2 separate regions of the Zea mays genome follow, and region 1 is linked to region 2. A link is a contact called in public Hi-C data. All regions are on one chromosome and are shown on one strand. Each heading gives the region's core, a stretch centred on a gene start, on an enhancer-like site or on the middle of the called end of the contact. The rest is flanking DNA. Distances are from core to core; before and after follow the strand shown. Region 1 holds the start of LOC103630440 (probable membrane-associated kinase regulator 4). Region 2 has its middle 26 kb from the start of LOC111589701.

Evidence for each region. Hi-C and Micro-C count contacts between places; a contact is called where the count stands out from the background.
Region 1: a Hi-C map of tassel shows a contact between it and region 2, with 3 times the contacts expected there. The contact joins the promoter of LOC103630440 here to the enhancer-like site in region 2. A contact is called at or near these places in 3 of 25 Hi-C or Micro-C datasets (ear, leaf and tassel).

The regions. Positions count from the first base shown.
Region 1 is chr6:163,222,599-163,228,397 of Zm-B73-REFERENCE-NAM-5.0, forward strand. It overlaps LOC103630440 (probable membrane-associated kinase regulator 4), which reads right to left and starts at 2,162. Exons shown (of 1, transcript XM_008651494.4): 1 at 133-2,162. The coding sequence starts at 1,477. The coding sequence ends at 392.
Region 2 is chr6:163,090,149-163,095,946 of Zm-B73-REFERENCE-NAM-5.0, forward strand. No RefSeq gene overlaps it. Among protein-coding and RNA genes, the nearest start is that of LOC111589701, 26 kb to the left of the region's middle. Within about 2 kb of position 3,748, at least 10 of the 20 cell types and tissues checked have an H3K27ac peak or open chromatin away from gene starts, as enhancers often do. A contact at or near this core is called in ear, leaf and tassel, where this site is marked.

The sequences.
Region 1 (5,799 bases), core at 912-3,411, 130 kb after region 2:
CTTTTGGTGGTCAAAAGCTGCGAAAAGCCGAAACAAACAGGCACATAGTTCGATTTTCCAAGAAGCTGGATCCGTGCCAAACAGCTCTGAATATGAGCCCTTGTCTATCGATGCTATGAGAAACAAAAGTGATGAAAAGTAAGCAAGACTCTGCTTTTGATTTTACTCGTCCATGGAAAATTCCATAGTAACGAACTGTACGTCTGTACCAAGTCACTAATGTACTAGAAACAGACAATGCTCAAACTTCAGATGTCATTCATTTGAACAATATCATCATGACACAGGGTTGGTTTAGACCAGAAGTTTTAGTGTTTTTTTTCAAACAAACAAAAAAAAACCTCCAGAACGCATGTGCATCATTGTACAATGATCAGGATTGATGGTCCTATCATCCTCTGCAAATCTCGGTGAGGTCATCAAGGCCGTCGGACTCGGCGGCGATCTTGGACGCCGCGGCCGACAGGAAGCGGAAGCCGGCGTCGCTGGCGCTCTTCCTGACGGAGGCAAGCTGCTGGGACTTCTTGCAGTAGGCGATGAACCCCTGGATGGGGTTCTCCACCTCGGAGCTGGCGCTGCTGCTCCTCCTGAGCGCCGGCCCCGCGCAGTCGGACTCGCTCGAGGACGGCGGCGGCGGCAGCGCAGGGACTGGGGACGTCTTGTTCGACGAGGAGTACCGGACGATGACGCTGGAGAAGGACCGCCTGTGGCCGTGCTCGCGTTCCTTGCACCGCCCTCCTCCTGCGGCGGGCGCGGCATGGGACTGGGAGGCGACGCACCTGTTGCTTCTGATCTGGGCGAACGGGTTCTTCCTCCACGCCCTGAGGTGACCACGGGCCAGCTCCTCCTGCGCTCCCGTCGGCGCGCCAACATCGTCCATGCGGGCGTCCGTGTGCTGCTGCCCCGGCTTGGCCGCCGCGAATATGGTCTTGAGGTACGCCTTGGACGCCTTGAGGCGGAGGCCCAGGTTGAGCTGCCGCACGAACCTGAGCTTCCTGGACCACGTCGTCGTCGGCCTCCTCTCCCCGGGCTCCGCGGCGTCCGCCAGCGCCAGGCGGGCGGCCGCGTACTCCTGGAAGTACGCCTCGACGCTGAGCTCCCCGCTGACGTAGCGCGAGTCGGCCGGCGACGCGGCGCACGACTCGTACGGCGTCGCCGGGGCGGTGCTGCTGCTGCTGGTGGTGGTGCCGTGGTGGAGGGGGAAGAGGAGGTCCCCGCGGCCGCGGCCGTCCACCAGGAGCTCCTCCACCATCTGGATGCGCGGCGGCAGGTGCAGCGGCAGCAGCTTGCCCTTGTAGAAGAGCTCGTCCGCCGGCGACGCCAGGGGCTCCCCCCACCTGTCCAGCGGCGCCGACATGAACTCGAACTCCCGCGCCCCGGGCGCTGCCGAGCTCAGGTCCATGTCGATGTACTCCTCCTCTTCCTCTTCGTCCCGCCGCTGCACCTCTCCGTCGACGTCCTCTCGCCTTCCCGCCATTGCTCTCGCTTATTCTTGTCCTGGACGACGAACCGAAGTGGCTGTGGCTGACTGGCTGTGGCGTGGCGTGGCGTGCCGCGCCTGCTCTCGATGGATGGATGGAATGATGGATGAGCGATTCGGTGCTACTACTACTAGTGCTAGCTTAAAACGAAACGGCAGAGGAATCGACGGAGCTAGGGGGGTTATAAATCGGAAGGCCTGGAATAACGCTCACGCTCGTGCTTTACGGGGGCCCCGGCCGGCCGGCCGGCATGATCTGCTGCTTGTTCGCGTCTCGGCGGCCAACCGTGCCCCTGACCGTCGCTGTCCGGGTGTCCCCCTCCGTATCATTGCTCCATGCCCAGGCTTTGGCTCCTTCTTTTCTGATGAAAGCCCGGCTTTGGGGTGGCGCCTCCGCTCTCTGCGAGGAGCGCTGTTTAGGGCGGAGCTCTTTTGCTTTTTTGAACGCCTCCCCTCTGCGGCGACTGGTGTGTGGTGTATCACAGGCTCACAGCACTGCAGCAGCTCGTGTCCCGCAACGGAAGCGGGACGCGAGCGCAGCAGAGGCAGAGCACGGAGCAGCGACCAGTAGGCGAGGCGTGCGCGTTTGTCTAGGCATCGGGACGGTACCACTGACGTGCCTGTGGCTGTGTGTCAGCCCATCGAGACGCCATCACTCCACTTAGGGCTGCGAAAAATACTCGTGCCTCGTGAGCTCGCTCGACTCGTGGCCAGCTCGGCTCGGCTCGACTCGGCTCGTTTCAATTTTATCACGAGCTGAGCTAACATCTCAGCTCGGTTCGTTAACGAGCCAGCTCGACACGAGCTCAAGCCAGCTCGTTAGCTCGAATGAGCTAGCATTTATCTGTAAAACAAAGCCTATACTTGTATTTGATGAATTAATAAGTGATGAACTATGTTATTTTAGGGTTTAAATGATGTGATATATAAAATTATGAGTATTGTTAGTCTTTTCTAGTGTTAAATTAGTATGAAATTAACTAGTAATCGATTATATTGTTGTATATATACATGTATAATATTTTTTTGTTCTGGCTCGCGAGTTAAACGAGCCAGCTCGAGCTCGCAAACGAGCCGAGCCGAGCTGGTTCTCTGGCTCGGTTGCTTAACGAGCCGAGCCGAGCCATCTCGTTTCCTTAACGAGCCAGTTCGAGCTCGGTCGAGCCGAGCTGACTCGATATCCACCCCTAACTCCACTCCACTCGGAATTCCACCTGTTCGGCTGTGAAATGCCGAGGCAGGAATGAAATGCCTGGGAATCGGGACGGACCCAAGAAGAGCTAGTGGGTTTTTTTAAAAAAAAACAGCCAGAACGATTGGTTTTTGCACCCCTCAAAACCTTAAATAAATGGTAATTTACTTAGACTATCCGCAGCGGTTCCTTCTAAATTTTTCCTCTTATATCACTTTTTTGTGTCACATCATCAATATTTCACTCCCTATTTTTTCATCTCCCGCAGCGGTTCTCCCTAAATACTCCCCTATAACCCATTACAACTATAAAATATTATTTTCTACACTTATTTATCATCCAACATCATTTTTTTCTAACTACCAAACTTCAACTTGCACTGTCACGTCGCTGTGCATGCAGGGAAGGGGGCCGACGTCCTCACGTTGTATCTAGCGGATAACTGTAGACTCCTCTAGTACTATAGCCGGTAGGGGTGTATATAGAGGCCACCGATACAGCATATAGGGTAACACTGGCGCCGCTAACCGAGGGGAGGGGAGGTCAAGCGGGAGGCGGTGCAGATAGTCTTGTAGTATACTACTTTGCTATTAAATATTTAACATCCGCTAGTTAATTTTTAAATTAAAACATGATAAATCAGCAACTCACTCCTGATTTTACCTGGTGGAGCTTTTTAATGCTCAGAAAAAAAAAATCATTGGTTCTACTTTTCAACCCGCTTCGTTTATGTTGCTTCTTTTCCCACCGTCACGTGAGCGGTCGTTCTCGTCGGCAGATAGACACAAGGAATGTGCGCCACTGGAATGGACTCGTCTCGTCCCAATTGAGTACTAATTGACCGAGCCTAGGAGGTCTCTCTCAGTGTTCGTAGAAATCAATTTATAAAGTTAGAAAGTATTTTTAGTCCAACCGATTTATATGAAGAAAGTAAAATTATTTATAAACATTTATTGTATCTTGTTAAACGATTATATGTTGAAAGATTGGTAATTTTTGCTCCTACTTTGAAGATTACTTATTATTATTATTATTATTATTATTATTATTATTATTATTATTATTATTATTATTATTATTATTATTATTATTATTATTATTATTATTATTATTATTATTATGTCCCTAATTCTAAAACAATTACGATGGTGTTCTGTTCAACCTAATTCAATTGTTCGTCTCTAATAGTCTTTGTTAATTAAATACCAAATAGCTGAATTAAACTAAGTTATAAAAGGTAATGCTAACCGTTGGACACCATATTTAGCACCTTGGTATGGTCGGACGGTACGACCATAGGGCTCGGATAGTCCGCGCCCTCACGACCAGATAAGCATGGGCGATGGTACTTATCTCATGTGTAGTTATCCTAACTTATTCGTGAAGATCTATTGGATATCGTCTATGAACAGGTCCAGACCTTCTCCCATATAAATATAAAGGGGTACAACCGATTGATAACCCCCGAACACATTCCGACTCGAAGCACTTCAATGTCTCTCTCCCGGGATCTAGGTTGTTGTAAGGAAGAAGACGACCATGCGCCATCGTGGACCGTCCGGCTCGACACGAGGAAGAACCCGCTTCCGCCACTAGGTCGTGGATTGTCCGACAATATGTCGCGGACCGTCCGCTCCACCGCAGGGAGCACCGCCAGGCAACCCCGACGACCTGTCGCGGACCGTCGTCGCCGTCCTCCTCGCCGAGCCAAATCCAAGGTATTGCTCATCACGAAAAGGCCCTAGGGTTCATTGTTGTTTGGTCCCAAATAGGTGGTGGCCATCATAGAGGTGGTGTCCTGTAAAGCACAAATAGAGGTCGTGTTCAAGCTGCATTGCAGGTTGTTGTGGTTTCAAAACCCGGGGGGACAATAGATTTGTGTTTGGTGGGGGTGCTAGCACGGACTCACTCCGAACGGTGAACCACTGGGACTCGAACAGTGTACTTGGGACACTGGGTTATACTCGTTTAGGCTGGAGCCCTAATCAGTGTAGTGTTGATCGTAGTATTACGATGGAAAGTGTTACAGCTTTTGTGCTTGTGTGTAAGAGAGAAGGGGAGCCTACCCTTTTATAGCTTAAGAGTAGGACCTTATAGAGGTGACTTATTCTCTACACGTATGTGGGCGACATGTCCCCTGGTTTGACATAGTGCTCCCGACGTAGTCCGTAGGGTCGCGTGCAGCCGTACGCCTGGTATGGTGTATCGTCTCACTCGTACGTCATATGGGGTTCATGTTGCGAGTCCTCTGCTAACATTTTCAGAGTAGTGCGTGGTGGGTCCCGTAGGTCAGCCCCCTTATGATGCGGTCGTGCGTAACGCAGCCTTGCATGTCGTCACGGACCTGCGTTACTTACCCGCGTGCGTAGGCATACATCGGTATGGTGTATTTGTTGCGTCCTTTTCGGTATGCGGGTCACTGTAGACTCCGACGCTGAGGTCCCTACGGTCGGGGTTGATCGTACCCATATGTTAGTGGGGGTTTGCCTGGAACAGCACGTGACGACGTACCGTTTGACGTTCGACGGGGACCCTTCGACGCCGTACCCGAGGTCCGAACGTGGTCCGGTGATGACACGGACCCGTAGCATTGGGTCGGCCCTTCTCTTACGATGGTTAGATTGGCACGCGACATGGTCGCTAGCCCCGCCTTACGGGGTTGCTCGTCACGAAGTTGGTCGTCCTCTCCGTATCGCAAGGTTGCTCGGCGGTGGGATCGTGATGCGAGTCTACCGATCTAGTAAAGGTGGATGGCTAGCACTCCGTATCTCGCTACTACTACATTAAAACATGTAGGCTCAACATGTTTGAGATTGATTCTTCTTTTTTTTTTTTTTTGCGTAAAGGAAAGGCAGCGAGGAAAAGTAACACGAAAAGTGCAAATCTGCAATATGCACAGTTTCGTGAAATTTCATCCTCAGACCCTTTTCGTATAGGTAGAGCCGAGGCAGTGGGAAGGCATCGAGTTGGATGTTACTCGATCCATCCGTCCCAGCAAAGAACGTAGCTGTTAGAACTGTTTTCATGAAAGCATGTAAATACCTACGGCGATTGCAAATTAGTGGCGAGATTAAAGGGGGGAAATTAGGGCGAAATTTTGATTTTTTTAGTCTCCGTCACTTGTTTA
Region 2 (5,798 bases), core at 2,498-4,997:
ACGTATTCAGGTGGCCCAAACATGTATAACTCTCCTGTGTCCCGACGTGCTTCCGCACGTACCATCGAGTCGTGATCAACGTCGCCGTCCTTCCCAAAAACATTGTTGGAATACCCCGTAGTGAGCAGTCGGGAAATAAAGACCGACATTATCATCTATCTCAAACTCCATTCTACAAATAGTGTAATTTCCAGTGTAAATCCTCCTATTACACAGTCTTGTAGATAGTCCGAGGGCTCTTTTGGAACATAGAAACATTTCATGAATCCTGAGTTTTTAACTAATTCCTGTGAAATTATTATACCACTTCTATAAAATTCATGCGTTACAAATAGGGATGTCAACGGATGGGTAGTGCTTACATATACCCGCAACCGCAAGATAAAATCATACACGTAAAAAAACATGTACCCACTCACGAGTATGAAATCGTACCCATACACATACCCACATGGGTGAAAAAACCCCTCGGGTAACCCATATCCGATAAGATACGCGCTAAACACATGTTAAATAGCATAATCTAATAACTATATAACATATTTAAAATTACAAATAATCAAATGTGGGTACACAAAAGAAGAAAAATAATGAATAATATAGAAACATCCAAGGTGGTCATATTTTTAGCTAATATATATTTATATGTACTTAATTGAGTAGATTATATATATGATTGAGATGGGTATAAATTATTTATGGGTACCCGAGTATGGGTCCTGCACTCGTCTACCTGATGAGAACAATCACTAGTAGAAAAAGGCTCAACACCTGCGAGACGATATATTTTACAGACGGATCCGGTTATCCACCGACTGTGCTATTTCTAGTGGCGGTTCCTTAAGAAAACCACCACTAGAAATCGTATTTCTACTGGCGATTCCTTAAGAAAACCGCCAGTAGAAATCCATGATTTGTAGTGGGGGTTTTCTTAAGGAACCGCCAGTAGAAATACGATTTGTAGTGGCGGTTTTCTTAAGGAACCGCCACTAGAAATCATTTTTATCCTTAATTTTTCGAGTTTTTCAAACGACCTCGTATGATAAAACCACCAAAATAAAAGTTGTAGATCTCTAAAAGTTATGAAACTTTGTAGTTGACAACTTTTTTATTTGAACTCATTTCGGCTCTCAAAAATTGAATCTAAGTATGTCAAATTTAAAATTCAAATTTTGCAAACTACCTCGGATGAAAAAAGTGTCAAAATAAAAGTTGTAGAACTTCAAAAGTTATTTATCTTTGTAGTTGACAACTTTTTTATTTGAATTCGTTTAGGGTCTCAAATAAGCAATTTACACTCAAATGGTTGTAATATGTGGAGAAAACAACTACAAACTAGACACAAAGCATGTCATAGACGGAGTGGTAGTGGAGGGTACGCGCGAGGGCCGAATTTTTTGCATTTTAACCCTTCCTCGAAAACAATATCACGTTTGGACCCTAGAAAATTTTAATGTCATTTTTGGACCCTTTGCTCGGCGCCACAGCCTATGGCGCCGAGGTAACACAGATCGGCGCCATAGGCTATGGCGCCGAGGTAGGTGCTACGCTGGCCCAAACGGACGACGTGGCGCCGACGTGGTGCCGAGCTCGGCGCCATAGATCTTGGCGCCGAGCTTGGTTTTGTACACAAAGGTTGTCTAGCTCAGTGGTAGAGCCTAAGACTCTTAACCTTGTGGTTGTGGGTTCGAGCCCTACGGTGGGTGTTTTTTTGTCTTTGTCACTAATTTATTTTTTTGTTGTTTATATTTTCGTTTATGTCGCTCATTTGTCCGTCCAGATTTATTTCTCATCTAGATTTTTTATTTTTGTGACTGATTTGTTTATTCATCTAGATATTTTTTGTTTTTGTTTATTTTTTGTTTTTGTTTAACGCAATGGCTATATATATATATATATATATATATATATATATATATATATATATATATATATATATATATATATATATATATATATATATATATATATATATATATATATATATATATATATATATATATATATATATATCACACCGCCAAATGAAAGCAAATCAAAGGAGTTCAGCTAATTTTTTTGTTTTTTTGTCTTTGTCACTAATTTATTTTTTTGTTGTCTATATTTTCGTTTATGTCGCTCATTTGTCCGCCCAGATTTATTTCTCATCTAGATTTTTTATTTTTGTGACTGATTTGTTTATTCATCTAGATATTTTTTGTTTTTGTTTATTTTTTGTTTTTGTTTAACGCAATGGCTATATATATATATATATCACACCGCCAAATTAAAGGAAATCAAAGGAGTTCAGCTAATTTTTTTATTTTCTTGTAAAATCATCTGAACACAATAGGGACCATCGCTAAATCCGGTTCTTGCTGACTGATCCGGTTCTGTTTCGTTGCTTAGCGTGCAGGCAGGAGTCCTTGTTTGAGCGGCCCTCCTGATGGAGCATTCCAGGCGAGGGGTGGAGTTCGGGATGGCCTCCTTCCAGAGATGTCATCCGCTGTCATGTCAAATGGTTGGTGATCATGGAAAACCTTTGTTTCATGTTTTTAGTCATATATTATATAATAATATAACATAAACAGGAAGCGTGTCAGATTAGAACTGCTTATGTCTCTGCCGGCCGTAACTGTATCTGTAGCAAAATAAGAGATATACTAAATAAACTGTTGTTCTGAACTTGTGATCATGCTGGCGCATCATTCTCTTTTAGATTTGCTTTCATTTGGCGGTGTGATATATATATATATAGCCATTGCGTCACAGAGTTTGAATAAACAAAAACAAAAATAAAAAATAAACAAAAACAAAAAATATCTAGATGAATAAACAAATCAGTCACAAAAATAAAAAATCTAGATGAGAAATAAATCTGGGCGGACAAATGAGCGACATAAACGAAAAATATAGACAACAAAAAAATAAATTAGTGACAAAGACAAAAAAACACTCACCGCAGGGCTCGAACCCACAACCACAAGGTTAAGAATCTTACGCTCTACCAACTGAGCTAGACGACCTTTGTGTACAGAATTGAGCTCGGCGTCAAGATCTATGGCGCCGAGCTCGGTACCACGTCAGCGCCACGTCGTCCGTTTGGGCCAGCGTAGCACCTATCTCGGCGCCATAGCCTATGGCACCGAGCTGTGTTACCTCGGCGCCATAGGTTATGGCGCCGAGCAAAGGGTCCAAAAATGACATTAAAATTTTCTAGGGTCCAAACGTGATATTGTTTTCGAGGAAGAGTTAAAATGCAAAAAATTCGGGCGCGAGGGTGAGGTCGACGGTTCGATTACTAACAACCGCGTAGCGCGCGAAAAATGCCGCGACTTGCGACTTCGCCTCCGGCGGGTAGGGTGGGCCTAATAAAAATAATTTTTTTACTATTTTTAAAATCTGTTTTATGTTTCCTGGAAACGATTTGCACTGGCGGTCTTCAGTTACCCGCCTGTAAAAATGCTGATTTTTACTGGCCCTAGCACTGGCGGTTACGATAAACGCCACTAAAAATAGGTTTACGATCGCCAGTATAGATCTTCTCTGTACTAGTGAATATTTTATCCATTAAAAACCTATATATGTCTTTATATTAGGTAAAACTTACCGGATTTACGGGTTTCGAGTAACATTGACCATTGGCATCTCTAGTTCCAAATGATCCTGAGCAGCCGGCCGACGGGTATCGTTGACGGGTGCCAGGACGCGGATGCCTTTGCATGGTTGCAGTTACAGTTACTCGCCTTATTGGGCCGCTTCGTGCCTTGAGGGCCTGGAAATTGGCAGAAGCCTGCCCAAATTCTCGTTGACTTGCCCAACTTTCAATGCAGCAGGACTCGTACGGTCAGACTAGCTGTTGTAATTTCTCCATGCTAAAATTAATATTTTTTATTTTCCGAAAAATCAACATTTTCTAAATTTAACTAATTAGATTAAAAAGAATACTTGTACCACCAAATAAATTTATTATAAAAGTTTATTCCACGATTATAGGATAAAACCAAAGCTTTACACTTTTACTCTAAAAATTTACTAATACCTGCAATGCATAATAACTATTATTATATTGAGACCAAATACCAGTTACAGCATCTGAATGGGTTACATCCGTAAAACAAGGAGCACCTCGGGTTCAACAGAAAAGAAACAAAACATTGCTACCAGCCTACCACCACGCTGCACGCCTCAAATAAAAAAACCAACAGAACGTAGATTGATCCATTTCTCGGCCTTGATCGCATCTTAATTTTCAGGAACCTTTTTTAAAGAATGTCATAGCAGGTGTTTAAGTGAGTAAAAAAAATTTACACGGCACACTATAAAAGATTCCTCACAGTGCAGCAGGGGCGGAGCCATAAATAAAATATAAGGGGGCCAAATAAACTATATTCATCTATTTTCTAGCTTTTGTAGTAGAGGCCAAGTCAAGTGGTCATCGTCTTCTCTGTACTTTTTGTTGTGGCAGAGGTCAAGCCAAGTGATCAGCGGCAACCGATACTCGCCCAACCAAGCAACAAGACGAATCACAAAAGAATGAGGTCTAAAGATCAGTCGATTTGAAGTATCGGAGTCTCTAGGCTTCCAATAGCTAGAGAAATCCTAGGTTAGACATGTCATCTGGTTGAGCCGGACCAGGTCTGAACGTCTATAATAACACCCCAAACGCCATAGGGATTAGAGTTTCTGGTCCTAACATCGGCTGCAACCACGTGAGGTGCGAGCGGCGGCCGAACGTCGACGACGACTTCCTACGGCGCAAGACGCGAGCGGCGGTCCCAGGTGACATTCGCGAGCGGCGGCCCAGGCGATTCGATGAGTGGCGGCCCGAGACGCGAGCGCCGCGGCGGCCGTGACTGCCCTAGGCACAATTGGTGGTTGTCGCGTCTACACGAGGCGCGAGCGATTGCGGCGACCGCGACACCCCGAGGCGCGATTTGTGGCGCTGGCGACGACCTTGTGAGGCGTGAGCGGTGATGGCTGCAGTGACCGTCCGTGGTGGCATCCGAAGGCAACGATATCCTCCGATGCGGAGCAACGGAGGGCATCCTCCTCCGACGATCAGCTTCGACTCGATGGCCTCTGAGGCGTCCTTTGATCTGGCGGTCTCAAGATCGTCCTCTGGTGACGAACTATCTGATCCATGTTTATACCATCGATGATTATGTTTTATGTCTACTACTTACACTATTTATGCATTCCACTGATGCTTTGTACGATGATGAATACGATTTTTATGTCTTCCATAAAAATGTCCCTAATTCCCGCGGGGGCTGTTAGTTGAACCGATATTAGGTTTTTTAATCAATTATGCTACACGGTGTATGTATTTATGCGACATTGTATATGAAAGGGAAATAGGGTCAAACCTTTTCCTAAATGATTTTGGTGGTTGAATTGCTCAACACAAATAATTGGACTAACTAATTTGCTCTAGATTATACATTCTACAGGTGCCAAAGGTTCAACACAAACCAATAAAAAGAACAAGTCAGGGTTCAAAAGAAAGGAGCAAAAAGGAAACCGAAGTGTTCCCTGGTCTAGCGCACCGGAATATCCGATGCACCACCGGACAGTGTCCGGTGCACCAGGGGTCGTACACTCCAAACTCCTCAGCTTCGGGTTTCCCAGGCGCAGCTCCGCTATAATTCACCGGACTGTTTGGTGTACCACCGGACTGTCCGGTGTGCCAGCGGAGCAACGGCTATCTGCGCGCAACGGTCGACTCTGACGGATGAACAATGCAGCACAGTAACGCGGCAGAAGTCAAAGCAGAAGGTCAGAGGGGCACCAGATTGTCCGGTGTGGCACCGGACTGT